3 separate regions of the Sus scrofa genome follow, and all the other regions are linked to region 2. The links are chromatin contacts, called in public HiChIP or PLAC-seq maps. All regions are on one chromosome and are shown on one strand. The core of a region is the stretch at or near the end of the contact, and the rest is flanking DNA. Distances in the headings are between cores, read along the strand shown. Region 1 holds the start of ARPIN (actin-related protein 2/3 complex inhibitor). Region 2 overlaps ZNF710 (zinc finger protein 710). Region 3 overlaps AP3S2 (adaptor-related protein complex 3, sigma 2 subunit).

Region 1 (2,855 bases), core at 160-2,659, 150 kb before region 2:
AAAAAAAAAAAAAAGCACTTCCTTTTTAAAAAATTTATTTTTTGGCTGCCCTCGTGGCACATGGAAGTTCCCATGGAAGGCCAGGGATGGCATCCACACCAGAGCAGTGACCACAGCTGCTGCAGTGACAACACAGGGTCCTTAACCCTCTGTGCACAAGAGAACTTCTAAAGCACTTTCACACTCCCGCTCTCATTCATGTCCACTTTAGAAATGGGGAAACCCAGACTCAGAAGGTTTGTGACTAGGCCAAGATCAGAGGGTCCCAGGAGTTCCCATCGTGGCTCAGCCTTAACAAACCCTGCTAGTATCCTTGAGGTCTCGGGTTCCATCCCTGGCCTTGCTCAATGGGTTAAGGATCTGGCATTGCCGTAGCTGTGGCATAGGTCTGCAGTTGCAGCTCCCTTCAACCCCTAGCCTGGGAATTTCCATATGCTGTGGGAGAGGCCCTAAAAAAACAAACAAAAAAACAAAACAAAAAAATCAGAGTCCCTCATTAAAGGGAACCAGACCCTGGCTTGCCAATCCTAATTCTCACAAAAGCAGAACCTGGGGACTTCCTTTTTGGAACCACGTAAATGGGAGAGGGGTGGGGCAGGTGAAGAGATGGGGCTGAAAAGTTAAAACTCCCAGTACCTCACTCGCCCCTATCTATCCCGCTAATCCCTTCATTCAGTTGTATTTGTAATTGCAAATGGAGTGGTCTAGTCGTTCTCTGTTCTCCGTGCCAGTGATGGTAGGGCCTGGCCCTCCGGATCCAACTCAAGCCTCCAGGCAAGCCTGGCCCTCCCTCCCAGGCCAACTCCCACCCGCTGTTCCGGTCACAGCACCACACAGTCCCTACTGAAGCGGAGTGCACCGTGTGCAAAAGGCCTAAAGGCAAGGCAGGGGCAAGTGGTGAAGTTTATAGCCGATATATGCCAGCGCGGGATAAAGACAAAGGTTGGTAAGCAATCGCCGTCTTATGAGCGCTGTTTGGGAGTCAGGACCGACCCTCTGTGAGTTTTAAGGCTTAAGGGGTGCGCTCCGAGGGGAGCACTGGGAAGAGCGGTCTGGAGCCCAGGGGACCTTCGGTGAGCCCCGCCTTTCCTCCCAGCCGTACCCGATCTTGGTGGCGCCCCCCTTCCCCTGCCAATCAGGGAGCCCGGGATCGACGCGGAGCCTAGGGATCCGACGCAGGCCGGCCCGGGAGGCGGAGGGAGATGCGGGCGGAGCCTACCCCTGGTGGGCGGCGGGGTCCCAGGCCCCAGGCAGCCGCGCGCTCTGCACCGCTTTGTTCTGGAGGGCGCTGTCGTGGTAGATGCGGCTCATTCTCCCCACGGGCGCGGAGCCCTCGCGGCCCGGGGCACTGAGCCGGCACGCGGGGCGGAAGGCGCTGCGAGGAGCCGCGCAGGGAGCACACGCCGAGACTGGCAATTCCCAGCCGCAGATCCGGGTCCGGCGCGGCTGCGGGCGTTCCCGCGCGGGATTTAAAGGGGCCGAGCTCCATTTCTGCCCGCGGGACTTTGCTTGGTGGGAGGCCGGCTCCTGCAGGGACCCGGCCTTGGCCTTCTGCCGCGGGTGGGGATAGGGCGGGGAGTGGAGCCACGCCCTTCTCGTTCTCTCCCTCTTCCTTGTTCCTAGAGGGAGACCTAGGCCTCACACACGCGCAAGGGAAATTGAGGCCAAGAGAGCTAGTACGGTCAGCTCTGAAAGGATGGGATTCCAGGAAGCAGGAACGGAAAAATGGGAACAGCCCTCAGGGACGGCGCAGTGGTTAAGCACAGAGTCGCTCTTTTTACGCCCCACGCGCGAGGTCGCAGAGCGGCTGAGGGAAGAGCTCTGGGGACCTGTAGCAAAGGAGCCTGAGCTGAGATGTCAGATCAGCGACTTACCATGGTTAGAATCCCAGCCAGGTGAGCTTGGACAAGTTCTTCAACCTCTCTGAGCCCGTGCCTCCTCCTCTATGAGATGGGGTCAGTGTCAGAGGAGTTGTAAAGATTTAATAAGCTCACTCTAGGGAGTTACTGTTGTGGCGCAGGGGAGAGGAATCTGACTAGTATCCATGAGGACACTAGTTCCATCCCTGGCCTCTTTCAGTGGGTTAAGGATCCAGAGTTGCCGTGAGCTGTGGTGTAGGTTGAACTCCGCTCAGATCCAGAGTTGCAGTGGCTGTGGTGTAGGCCGGCAGCTACAGCTCCGATTCAACCCTTAGCCTGGGAACCTCGATGTGCAGTAGGTGTGGCCCTAAAAAACAAAACCAAAAAAAAAAAAAAAAAAAAAAAAGGGAGGAGGGCAAAGATGGAGTTTCCTTATGGCCCAGTGGGTTAAGGATCTAGTGTTTTCACTGCAGCAGCTTGAGTTGGACCCTTGGCCCAGGAACTTTTGTAAGCCACAGATACAGCCAGATAAGGGGGGGGGGCAAAGAAATTTCTTCAAAGGAGACATATGCATGCCCAAAATTTATATGAAAAGCTACTCAGCGTCACCAATCATCAGGGGAATGCAAACCAAAATCACAATGACATATCACCCCCCACCTCTTAGAATGGGTTATCAAAAAGATAGAAGATAGGAGTTCCCTTGTGGCACAGTGAGTTAAGGATCTGGCTTGTCACTGCAGCAGGCTAGGTTCAATCCCTGGCCCGGGAACTTCCACATGCCGTGGGCCTGGCCAAAAAAAAAGACAAAAGATAAGTGTTAGTTAGCAAGGATATGGAGAAAGGAGAATTCTTGTACAGCATTGATGGGAATATAAATTGGTGCAGCCACTGTGGTAAACACTATGCAATTTTCTCAAGAAATTAAATATAGAACCACCAAATGATCCAGCAGTCTCACTTCTGGGTTTATGTCCAAAGGAATTGAAATCTGTG
Region 2 (3,287 bases), core at 593-3,092:
TCTGGAGCATGACCTGGATGTCTGGGCTGTGGGGTGCGCTGCCTGCTACCTCCACCCCATGCCACCCCCATGGAGTTGTTTAGGATTAAAAGGCTCTCCTGGGACCTGGTGAGCACTCAGCCACCGAGTCTGTGGTCGGTTATTGGCACCTCTGTGTCCCCCTACTTGGGCACGAACTCTTCAGGAACAAGAGCTGTGGGCAGGTCCCCTTTTACACCAGGTGCAGCCCCAAAGTGAAACCTCCCGCAGCTCCCACGGGAGGACGGAGGATGATGCTGGTGGCCAAGGGCAGCTTCAGCCTGCACCTGGGGTCCTGGTGTAAGCCCTAGCAGTGGCCCTTTTCACTCTCAGAAGGTTCCTTCTGTAAGTTACACACTTACCCTCCCTGAGGGAACCAAACCCAGCCTGTGCTCTGGCTCCAGCTTTGTGTGTTTGTTTGTTTGCCTGCTCATTTGCCAACAAAGCCATGTTAAGTGTCTCTTTGCTCCTGTTCCCTGCAGGTGCCAGAAGAGGGGTGGGGCCGGGGACTGGGGCCGGGAGCAAAGCCCAGGGGGTAGGGAACTAACCCTGCCACCGATGTCTTCATCTTTTCTTCATCTCATCTCACTACCCCGGCAGTCAGGCACCACTTCCTCCGCAGAGATGAGGAAACCGAGGCTCAGGATGTGACAGATGTGCCTGAGCTAGAAGAGGACACAGTCCAGATTTGAACTTGGAATCCAGGGCCCAGTCCTGACCAGAGGCTCTGCTGTGGAGGGTCCATCCCTCTGCTCCCCTGGCCCTGCCTTTGGGGAAGTCTAGAAAAAGCGCTGAGCTGCTCATTTTCTCAAACCCACAGCAGACACAAAAAGCTGCCAGGGGCACAGCAGTCTGCTCTGGACACCCTGGGGGCAGGGATCCTCCTCGTCCACCTTTCCCTCTAAGCGCAGGGCCCAACCCATAGCAGGGACTTAGCAAATATTTGAATGAGTTCGCAGTGCCTAGCAGCTGTCGCAGAATCACCCAAACCTTTGCTGAATTTAGGGCCCCAGAATAGAGAAATCTCAGCTCTGTGGTTTTCATCAGAAGAGTAACGGTAACGAACCCAAGTAGTATCCATGAGCCCTCGTTCAGTGGGTTAAGGATCTGGTGTTGTAGGTCGGCAGCTGTAGCTCTGATTCAGCCCCTAGCCTGGGAACTTGCATATGCTTCAGGTGCAGCCCTAAAAAGACAAAAAGAGAAAAGATCCAGAGATCTAGGTGGATAAAAGTGATTCTTTACATTTGGTGAGGGCTTTGTAATTAACTAACCCCCTTCATCTATGTTGCGGCCTCGGCACTCACTACCCTTCCATGGGTAGGTGTTTGCATCTCCATGTGGGGATGGGGAAACTGAGATGCAAAAGTGACTTTGAGGGAACTTTGCTTAGTCACTTGCACATGACAGAGCTGGGACCTGAGGCCACGCTGCCTGACTCCCAGTTGAGTGCTCTTTCCCACGGAGGGTGGGAGGTGAGCTCTGAATCAGGCCCCCCAGTCTGTTCAAGGTGGACGCAGAGGTTTCGTTCTATCAGCCCTCTTCCATGAGAGCCCCGCTTTACGCTTCATCTTTAGTGTCTGTTTCAAGGAGGCTAAATGTCTCTCTGGGGTATTTTATTTTTAGCTGCTTCAGGAAGGGGAAGCTCCTCTGGCCTGTGGGGGGAGGGAGACACCAGGCCCCGGCCGGAGCGCATTTCCTGAGGAAGTGCCGCCGCCGCCGCCGCTGCTGCCGCCGCCAGCGGCCGTGCACCTGACCCTGGCCTGGGAGGAGAGCGGGCGAGGCAGGCAGGCAGGCAGGCAGGCGGGAGCCACCCAGTCCCCCTTCCTTATGGAGCTGGGGGCGGGGTACAATCTGATGAGTATCTGAGGCCCTCCCACATCCGGGCCTGTGGGGAGGGCTGGGAAGCCTGGGGGGCTGGCAGGAGGAGCCAGGGGCGGGGCGGGGCGGGGCGGGGCGGGGGAGTTGGAGCGGTTCCCGTGTGCAAAGGTTGGAGGGCATGGAGGGCTGTGGCGCCGCTGGAGCCCCTAGGAAGGCTGGAAGCCACTGCCCCCGAGGTTTCGACCCTTCAAAAACACCTGTTGAATCTGAGTGCTTGACCATGAACCTGGGAGCCGGTTTTCTCAAACTTATTCTGGTTTGTCACAGAACCAGTCTTCCAAATCAGATCTTACATGGGATTCCAGTGTACAAATCAGACACAAGCTATGCTATCAATGAGTTTAGATACTTAAATGTCTCACATTTAACTAATCAAGAACAATGACCTGTTGTGATAGACACAGTCATTTAGCATAAGGGCTGATGGCAGTACCTGCTCTCTGAGATCGGCCTCGGTACCTAATTTATTTTTGTGTGTTGCCTTGTTTTGGCCCAGTGAAAAAACCCAAATGCTTCCTTCACATGGCCAAGCCATTACAAATGGTGGCTATTGTTTAACACCTACCTCACTGTACAGTCTCAAAGTCTATGCAAAATTAATTACACCTTGGCTGTAAAGCGAGTGGGCCTACTGGATGTGTTGGGACAAAGTATATGTATTCCATTTCAGTAGATGGGTTTTGTAAAAATCAGCTTTTAGGAGTTCCTATTGTGGTTCAGCTGTAACAAACCCAACTAGTATCCATGAGGACACAGGTTTGATCCCTGTCCTCGCTCGGGGTTAAGGCTCCGACAAGCTGCAGTGTAGGTCGCAGATGTGGCTCAGATCTGGTGCTGCTGTGGCTGTGGTGTAGGCTGGCAGCTGCAGTTCCAATTCAACCCCTAAGCACCTGGGAACTTCCATATGCCGCAGGTGCAGCCTTAAAAAAAAAAAAATCAGTTTTTAGAATAGGAGAATCTTAATTTTTTTTGCAATGTTGGATCCAGTTTTTGAGGAACTACTGGAGGACATTTAGAACATAGTTTGAGAACCACTGAAGAAAGCCAACCTCTCTGTTTCAAGGGTGGGAAGACTGAGGCATGCGTGGAGGCAGGGCTTAGCCATGATCCCACAGGGAGATGAAGGAGATGGTCAGATACACAAAGGGTGTCATTGCTCCCCATAATTACAAGTGTCCACTTCTCAAGACAGGGATAGAAAGACATCAGGGACAGACACACCCCAAAATTGGCTGAGCCCTTGCTGAGTGTGTCTGTCTGTTGTCTCTGCAACACTGAGCCGGCAGTGCTAACGATCCCTTCTCCTCTTGCAGCGATGCCCTCCTAGCCAGCCGCCACGGGATGGAGGGCTTCATGGACTCAGGGACACAGACGGATGCTGTGGTGGTGCT
Region 3 (3,066 bases), core at 289-2,788, 190 kb before region 2:
GTGTGTGTGTGTGTGTGTTCTCTAGTTTTAAAGGAAGAAAATCAACTACCCTACTGCCAGGACTCTGGACTAAGAAGCCTGGAGTATGTAAGGAGAGGCAGACCATACTTCTCAGCAGCACAGTGCCAAGGGGCTGTTTCCATTAAAGAGGGTTAATGAAATTAAGATTGGTGTATTAGGGAGTTCCTGTTGTGGCGCAGTGGTTAACGAATCCGACTAGGAACCATGAGGTTGCGGGTTCGGTCCCTGCCCTTGCTCAGTGGGTTAACGATCCGGCGTTGCCGTGAGCTGTGGTGTAGGTTGCAGACGCGGCTCGGATCCCGAGTTGCTGTGGCTCTGGTGTAGGCCGGTGGCTACAGCTCCGATTCGACCCCTAGCCTGGGAACCTCCACATGCCTCGAGAGCGGCCCAAGAAATAGCAACAACAACAACAACAAAGACAAAAAAAAAAGACCAAAAAAAAAGATTGGTGTATTAGTCTTCTTGGGCTGCCATAACAAAATAAGGAGGTACTGTCGTGGCTCAGCAGAAACAAATCTCACTAGTATCCATGAGGATGCAGGTTTGATTCCTGGCCTTGCTCATAGGGTAAGGATCTGGCATTGCCATGAGCTGAGGTGTAGGTCACAGACGCAGCTTGGATCTGGTGTTGCTGTGGCTGTGGTGTAGGCCAGCGGCAGTGTTGGAAGTTAAAAGTCCTAGATCAAGGTCTTGCAGGATCAGTTTCTACTCCTGGCTTGCAGACTCGCTATGTCCATGAAAGGCCTTTCCTTGATTTGTGCACAGAAAGAAAGAGGCCTCTGGAGTCTCTTCCTCTTCTTATAAGAACGTAAGTTGTATGGGATCAGAGCCTTACCCTTAGACCTTGCTTAACTTACTTCCTTAAAGACCCCATCTCTAAATACAGCCACATTGGGGATTAAGACTTCAACATGTGAATTTTGGGGGGCACAATTGGGTTCTCAATAAGCAAGTGATACAGAATGAGACAGAACAGCTCCAGAAAAGACAGCCCCAGATAGAGATAAAAAAAGAGCAGTCACAGGAGCTCCTGTTGTGGCTGAGCAGAAATGAACCCAACTATCCATGAGGACACGGGTTCCATTCCTGACCTGGCTCAGTGGGTTAAGGATATGGCGTTGCTGTGGCTGTGGCATAGGCCAGCAGTTGCAGCTCCAATTCGACCCCTAGCCTGGGAACTTCCATGTGCCACACCTGTGGCCCTCCCCCCCCTCCCCGCCAAAAAAAGGCAGTCAGGTGTATCTGTTTCTCCTAAAGTTTTCTCAAAACATCATTATTCAAGATCACGATCAAGGTAAAGAGAACAAAAGTCAGATAATGTAGGAAAGAACAGAAGCAAAGAATATGCTAATGCATGAAGAGATTGAACTGAATGTGCTAGAGACTCAGACAGCAAAAGAGTATGACATGAATCTAAAAATAGTCTAAAAAACAAATTTGAGGAACATAATGACAAAGAACACTCATTCTTCTCACAGATAGGGAAACTAAATTTATCTGAAAACGGGGAGGACAGACACAACTGCAAAGAAAGAAAGTCATCAAGTGGCGGAAGTTACTCAAGATCGAAGCCTCATAAAAGGCATCATCTGAGAAAAAAGGAGTGGGAAACAACTTGATCCTAGGAGGCTGGAAAGGATGGACAAATTACAAGAAAAGGAAATGGTGAAAAACAAAAGTAAGAAATAGCTGCAGCTACTGGAGCTTTTCTATGTTGCTGTCCTGCTGTCATCGAGAACACAAGTAACTCCTTGAGTGGCTATGATGGCTCAAACGGCAGCCCTGCAAGCTAAAGCTTTGGCAGAGACCAGAAGAGCCACATTTAGCTATTATAACCCAGGAGCTGTGAATCTAATGAAATTTGCTGAACAAGAAATAAAAACGAAAACACTGGATACAGCTCGGTTGATGGAGAAAGTCATATGACTATGAAGTAACAGGAAATAGTCTTTGGAAACCTGGATGCTAAGTATCAAAAGATCACATGCCCACATGAAGAGGAGTGGGACTGGGTTAGACATCTTCCAATTGAGGAATGGATACAGTTTGAAGGTGACTACACATTTAAAGTTTGGGACTTACAGAGTTCTCCAGATGTCAGCTCCTTGTGCACCAAACACCTAGCATTCTAACTTTTCATGGATGTCACAATGATTTTTATGTACTAGAAAATATGATTCTCACCACACACAAAAAAAGAAATAGTAATTATGTGACAGGGTAAGAGGTGTTGGCCAACACTATTGCGGTAGTCATTCTGCAATGCATAGGTTTATCAAATCAACATTCTGTGTATCTCAAATTTACACAATGTTATGTATTACATATCAATTATATCTCAATAAAGCTGGAGGGAAATATCATTTTTTGTAAATATTAAATCAGTGATACTGATGTTAGTGTTGTAATCAGATTAAATGTATTTCTATTAAACTTGATGGATTTTTTTTCTTTTTTTCTTTTTAGGGCTGCACCTGCAGCATATGGAAGTTCCTAGCCTAGGAGTCAAGTTGGAGCTGCAGCTGCTGGCCTACACCACAAGCCACAGAATCCTTAACCCACTGAACGAGGCCAGGGATCAAACACGTCCTTATAGATTCTAGTTGGGTTTGTTACCACTGAGCCACAAAGGGAATTCCCTTTTTTTTAATTTTAAATGGCAGCACCTATAACATATGGAAGTTCGTGGGCCAGGGACTGAATCTGAGCCACAGATGCAAACTACACAGCAAGTGCAGCAATGCCAGATCCTTTAACCCACTTCACTGAGCCAGGGATCAATCCTACGTCTCCTCAGCGACCCAAGCCACTGCAATTGGATTTTTCACCTACTGTGTCACAGTGAGAACTCCCAACAATATTTTCTAGCTCATGAATTCTATACTTTTCAAATCTACAAAAGCCAGAGGTGGGATAAAATCTCATAGATGCATTTTTTTGTGTCCAGCCTTGTGTACTTTTGTTCTTAACCTCTTACTGTTATTTTCGTCGTTTGAAACATGAATGTTATGTAGATATTCTATTCTTTAGACAGTTGGGCCATTT

Evidence for each region. HiChIP or PLAC-seq counts read pairs in DNA pulled down with a chosen protein or histone mark.
Region 1: a contact with region 2 is called in an H3K27ac HiChIP or PLAC-seq map of alveolar macrophages. The contact joins the promoter of ARPIN here to the enhancer-like site in region 2. A contact is called at or near these places in 1 of 5 promoter capture datasets (liver), 4 of 47 Hi-C or Micro-C datasets (embryonic fibroblasts, heart right ventricle, liver and 1 more) and 2 of 2 datasets of contacts at active chromatin or transcription factors (alveolar macrophages and skeletal muscle).
Region 3: a contact with region 2 is called in an H3K27ac HiChIP or PLAC-seq map of alveolar macrophages. The contact joins two enhancer-like sites. A contact is called at or near these places in 1 of 47 Hi-C or Micro-C datasets (epiblast stem cells) and 1 of 2 datasets of contacts at active chromatin or transcription factors (alveolar macrophages).

Annotation. Positions count from the first base shown.
Region 1 is chr7:55,482,126-55,484,980 of Sscrofa11.1, forward strand. ARPIN (actin-related protein 2/3 complex inhibitor) reads right to left here and starts at 1,410. Exons shown (of 6, transcript NM_001244544.1): 1 at 1,220-1,410. The coding sequence starts at 1,311.
Region 2 is chr7:55,635,564-55,638,850 of Sscrofa11.1, forward strand. It overlaps ZNF710 (zinc finger protein 710), which reads left to right. Exons shown (of 5, transcript XM_021098970.1): 2 at 3,210-3,287. The coding sequence starts at 3,238. Among named protein-coding and RNA genes, the nearest start is that of IDH2, 38 kb to the right of the region's middle. Within about 2 kb of position 1,843, at least 52 of the 83 cell types and tissues checked have an H3K27ac peak or open chromatin away from gene starts, as enhancers often do. A contact at or near this core is called in alveolar macrophages, liver and skeletal muscle, where this site is marked.
Region 3 is chr7:55,441,198-55,444,263 of Sscrofa11.1, forward strand. The region is part of intron 3 of AP3S2 (adaptor-related protein complex 3, sigma 2 subunit); the gene reads right to left. Among named protein-coding and RNA genes, the nearest start is that of AP3S2, 20 kb to the right of the region's middle. Within about 2 kb of position 1,539, at least 2 of the 83 cell types and tissues checked have an H3K27ac peak or open chromatin away from gene starts, as enhancers often do. A contact at or near this core is called in alveolar macrophages, where this site is marked.